Regions from separate parts of the Rattus norvegicus genome. Here region 2 is linked to region 1. The links are chromatin contacts, called in public Hi-C maps. All regions are on one chromosome and are shown on one strand. The core of a region is the stretch at or near the end of the contact, and the rest is flanking DNA. Distances in the headings are between cores, read along the strand shown.

Region 1 (2,737 bases), core at 97-2,596:
CCAGAGTTCTCCCTTCTCAGATAAACATCTCTAGAAACACCCTCAACTGGGTACCCAGGCATAGAGTCTATGCCTCCCTCTGAACCCCTTGATGGCCACAGGGTGAGCCCCATGGCCTCAGATTCCTCTTCCCAGCCTGACATGAAGGGGGTCTTTGGAGATAAAGGTTTGGCTGGGCAGATATGAGTTGTCAAACCTTCTCTGCTATGAAGGAAGGCATCTGGCCCTTGTAGTCATTGATCAACTCTGATAGAGCAGGATCCTGAGAGACAGTGGTTGCTTATGGGTTGTTTCCGGGGCCTCCATCCAAGCCTCAAAGTCCATACATTTCCCTTCCTCAGTTTTCTTCCTCTTTCACATTTTGCTAACATGAGCTATGTGTGTCTGGAATAGGGTGTGTTCTAGTCTTTTTGTAAAGATTTTGGGGAGTCCAGGTGGGCTATAGCTCAGGGGTAGAAGAGTTGCCTAGACTGGGCAGGGCCCTCCTATCTGAATAATAGAATAATAAGTAAGCCCTGTCAATGTCAGATGTGGCGATGCTTGTATTCTAGGAAGGGAAGCAGAGGATCAAGAATTCAAGGTCATCCTTAACTACATAGTTTGAGGAGGCTAGTTTGAGATACATGAGACCCTGTCTAAAACAACAACAGAAACAACAACAATAACAACAACAACAGCAACAATGACACAAGGCTATCCAAACAAAACTTCTAAAATCGGTGTTCTCTTTTTCCTTCATCCCCTTCTCTGTTACAGGAGAGGAAGTGATGACCACTTGGTTCTCGTTGATTAAAACCCTTGGCTAATGCCCATCAAGTCCACACCTCTTCATGCTGTGGTTGTACGGAGAGGCCCAGAGGCAGCAGCAGTTCATTCAAAGATTGTCCTACTAAGTTGTGGATCCAGAAGGAGGGGTGTCCGTGAGCTGTTGACGGGAACTGACATACCAAAGTTACTTTTGATAAACACAGAGTGTGAAGAGTAGGCCTCTCCTGGGAGTTAATGTGAGGGCAATGTGACAATGAAATTCAGCAGGAGTCTGGTCATTTGTGCCATCATAATGTTGAGAGGTTAAAAAAAAGTATTCCCTTTTCCAAGTTGTGTAAGCAATATTTAAACCCTGGTCAAGGTGTATGTTTATTTCCAGGAAAAGATTCATTTCAAAATGTGATCCTTGGATTTAAAGACATTCATTAATTCATGGTCCACATAGAAATAAATTTGGCTTCAATACCAAATTAAGACTTGAAACTGGAGAACTGATAAACCATGTAAGGCTCACACTCAAAACACTAGCAGGCAGATATCTAGAACTCAGATCATGGCTGGTTGTACTGTGAGCTTGCTTCTTTAGCAGGCATGACATGCAGTGTCCGTTAGCACAGAGAGAGCGCCTGGCTGCCCCCTCAGGCAAGCTTCCCCGCCCTGTGCACGTGATGAGTGAGTGGCCCTAAACTTGGCGTGGCCACCTATTTCATGAGTCAGCTCCACTGTGGTGGGGCTTTGCCCTTGTCATGGAAGGAAATGTGGATTTTTCCTTAAATAAATTTATTTTCGTGATGCTGCCTTGTACTATTATTGTGTTAAAATGTGCTGTCTACCGAGTGAGAGTTCCATATCACACCATCCTTCTTTACTTTCTCTACACCAGAGAGCTGTCATTTTTAAACAAGTGGTGAAGGGGCTTTGGGGGTTGGTCCATGGATGCTATTTAATAAAGATTCGTGCTAATGATAAGAGATTAAGATCATTACATCATAGCTGAACTATCGGGGGTTACGAGGTGCAGAGTGAGATCTGAGTTAGCATCTCGGAGCAGCTCCTGCCTGCCATTCCCTGCCTTTGTCTCTGCCCCAAGACCTGTTGTCTGATTCTCTGCCTGCCCCTTGCCCCTGGTCTTCTTCACAGCTTCCATCAAACCTAAGCAGAGAAACCCAGCAGTTAATGAGACCTGTAACTGAGGAGATGTTTCCTGCTAGGGCTGTCTTTGCTGTCCTTGGGGACAATCTGAATTTTGTTCCCAGCATCTACATTGTGGCTTACATGACCCCATAATTCCAGTTCCAGGGAGCACATGCCTTTTTCTGACATCTGCAACACGGAACAGATGGATCCACGAAACTCAAACACTCATACACGGAATAGAAATCAATCTTCAACTTTTTTAAAGAAAAAAGACTCATGCCTACATACAGAGTGCTTAGTTAAAAATACAATTTTAGTTTCTTTTTGTTTTTTACAAAAAAAAATATTTCAAGAGTCACAGGGCTTGGTTTTAAAACTAAAGAGCATCAGAATGAGATTCTAGGCTTCTCTCTTTGGTTCCAGATCAGGTGTATGTTTGAGCCACTGCTAGCCTGGTTGGCTCTGAACAGACTAAATTTCCAGTCTGCAGCTTTGACTGCCATATGAGTAGAAAATTTGTGATGTTATCACCGGTTCTTAGCTACTTTTTAAAATCAGCTTTTGTGTTTCCTTTTGTTTCCTTTTGTTCCAGTTGGCTTAAATGCTTTCAGGAAGAAGACTATTTTTCAAGGTTACCGTGGAAACATTGTTTCCTTTTAGTCATTCTGAACAACAGCGGCTTTTCTCACTGTGTTCTCTTTCCGGTGTTATTGAAGGTGTAGTAGGGTGACTGCTGAGGGACAGGTCTGGAACAAACCCTTTCTTCTCTTCTCTTAGACCTCAGCGTGGGTACTTCACTGTGACTGGGAGTATAATCCCTTTTACCTTTTAG
Region 2 (2,737 bases), core at 125-2,624, 220 kb after region 1:
TACATATATGTATATATACTACACACATGTAGACAGACAAGCAGACATAAACATTTGGCTGGCTGGTTGACTGGGTAGGTGGGTGGATGATGGATGGATGGATGGATGGATGGTGGGTGGGTGGGTGGATGGTGGATGGATGGATGGATGGATGGATGGATGATGGATGGATGGGGCGAAGCTCCCCAAGCCAAACCATTCAACAACTTTCTTTTCTCTGGCCTTTTAATGCCTTCTTAGACAAAAAGTTCTTTAGAACATTACTTCATAAATAAAATGTTACACAAAATGGGAGTTATAGAAGGATGTTGATATAAATTCAAAGCAACAGATTTTACATGGCCTTGCCTTATCATAGTGCACACTTGTGACCCTCTCCTTCGACCTAAATGTCTTTCCTTGATCACAAAATTGTCCCAAGTCTATTTCCCTTTTTAGTGTAACTGTGAAAGCTCGTTGGATTTTATTACTTACTGTTATGAAGAGTAGTAGCATTTCACTCTTGATTCTAACCTTATTACATCTTTCTAGCAAGATGTCATTCTGTTACATCTTTCTAAGACCGTCTCTAAAAGCTTTTTACCTAAAATTATTTGAATGAAATCAGGAATTCCATAAAATCATTACCTATTTGTCTATATAGCATCACTACCGGACAGTCCATCTCCGTAGGTCTGCAGAGATCTGCTCCAGAGAATGGTCAATACTTAGTTATATATTAATATATATTTAATAATATATTTATATACTTAATATTAAATATATTTGTATTTATATATAATTTAATAATAACAGGGATCTTTTCTCAAATGTAATCTCCTCAGTCTTACCTAAAGGAGTGAATCTGTCACAGCTTTATAGTCTATGACAGAACCATCTCAGGAAGGTCACTTGCTAGTTTCTGGCTTCTAGATGGCTTCTGGCACGCCTGAAAGGTATTGTTTTGAATTATTCAAGTATGTCTGCCTGCCATGGATGTTGATAACAAATAAGGGCTATTTCATGTAGATGTGTGCTTGGCCTGCACCGTTAGCACTGTTTCTCTGAGGTAACTTAGCAACATTGGACGTGTTCTTAGTACATCAGAGAAACGTGTCATCCCTGAGATGGCATGAGGAGAATGAGGATTAATGTCTGACTCTAGCTGATCTCTAGAGGTCGTTTAGTGAAGTCGCCTGACCTGCAGACAAGTTGACACTACCCAGAGCCGCGTCCGACCTCTGGGCTCTGTGGGCCTGGCCTGCTTCTCTAAGCCTGCACTTTGCCTTCGTGCACAGTTTGAGGGTTGAGATATGGCAGCATCCAGCACAGTGCTGCATAGACAGGAGCTGCCTCTGCCCAGACATCCGTTAGGCAGATTGGTAGAGATTTAACTGGATCAGGAGTGTCTGTGTCGCCAGTGTTAACTTGTTTGTATTAGGTATTAGCTAATAGGTCTTATCGGTCTGGTCCAGTGCCTGGGTGTAAGGCCACTGTGACGCTTGTGTGTGCCCTCTGTGCCGTAGGTCATCTCCGATGTAGAAGACGACGCTGGGGAGCTGAGCAGAGATGGTGTGTGGAGCCTTTCCTGTGACACTGTCAGGGAGCAGCTTACAAACAGCATCAGGAAGCAGTGGAGAATTCTGAAAAGCCATGTGGAAAAACTTGATAACCAAGGTAACTTCTGCGCCACGGTGTGCAGGGCGGGCCCCACAAACAGTGCTGTGGGCTCAGAGCGGCTGCTCACAGCCAGGGTCAGACTCTGCTGGTTTGTTCCGGGTTTCACACTGAGAGGAGTGCGCTTGGCTTCAGAACAAACCTCAGACAACAGTGTCCCTCAATGTCCAGTGCTGTCTGTGTTGCCGGCAAATCATGCGAATGTGGGTTTCGTAGAGGCCAGAGGCACTGGTTCCCTGGAGCTTGTACAGGGAGCTATAAACCACCTAACAGGGAGCTAGGGGGCCTCTCAGGAGCAGCGCACACTCTGAACCTCTCAGCCGTCTCTCCAGCACGAAAGTTCCTAGTTGATAAATGAAGTCCACTTATAATATATGGAAATGTTCTAACTGGTGAGTCTCATCCCAGTGCCATGAGCCGTGAAGGGCACAGTACAGTTCTCACTGTAGCTCCCACAGGGCTTTGCATGAAACGTGCTCATCGTCTCATGTCCATTTAATAGGAAGCCTGCCTAGACTTGAGTTTGCAGGATTTAGCGTGTGAACTCACAGTTGTTAGAACCACTCTTTCCAGCACCATCAAGAAAGGTTATACATTGTGATCTTGTGTGTTTGCTGTGACTGAGCCAGCAGCTCCTGAAGGCTGGGAGGTGAGAACGGAGGCTCCATGAGGTGCATTGCTAACCTCATGACAGTCAGGGATGATGTGGTCTCTAAGGCGAGTGTTGGCAGCTGTGCTCGCCTTCGAGTCTCTTTAGTCCTAAATGCATAACTGCAGTTGTCAGAACTCGGAGTTGTTTTTCTTTAAAATGTCTAATTTTGTCCCAGTTTTGAAAATGCAAAATGCCAGAGGCAGTAACTTCCTTTTACAAAACCTATGAGAAGCCCAGAAGGGTAAAGGTTCTGACAGTCTTTCGGTTTTTAAATGTCTGTTTAAGAACAACATGGACTGACAGTGGTTGTAAAACCTGACTAGTTTCTAGTTGTTGTAGTTAGGGTTTCTCTTGCTCATGAGTAGCACGGGAAGAAAGGTCTGTTCACCTCACAGCTCACAGACTGTCAGGAAGGGAGAGCATGGAGGG

Evidence for each region. Hi-C and Micro-C count contacts between places; a contact is called where the count stands out from the background.
Region 2: a contact with region 1 is called in a Hi-C map of liver, with 2.7 times the contacts expected there. The contact joins two enhancer-like sites. A contact is called at or near these places in 3 of 12 Hi-C or Micro-C datasets (Schwann cells, hepatocytes and liver).

The regions. Positions count from the first base shown.
Region 1 is chr2:237,761,420-237,764,156 of GRCr8, forward strand. Mcoln2 (mucolipin TRP cation channel 2) reads left to right here. Exons shown (of 14, transcript NM_001039005.1): 14 at 757-1,560. The coding sequence ends at 793. Among named protein-coding and RNA genes, the nearest start is that of Lpar3, 47 kb to the right of the region's middle. Within about 2 kb of position 1,347, at least 5 of the 93 cell types and tissues checked have an H3K27ac peak or open chromatin away from gene starts, as enhancers often do. A contact at or near this core is called in hepatocytes and liver, where this site is marked.
Region 2 is chr2:237,980,302-237,983,038 of GRCr8, forward strand. Ssx2ip (SSX family member 2 interacting protein) reads left to right here. Exons shown (of 15, transcript NM_175597.3): 10 at 1,506-1,656. Among named protein-coding and RNA genes, the nearest start is that of Ctbs, 19 kb to the right of the region's middle. Within about 2 kb of position 1,375, at least 3 of the 93 cell types and tissues checked have an H3K27ac peak or open chromatin away from gene starts, as enhancers often do. A contact at or near this core is called in hepatocytes and liver, where this site is marked.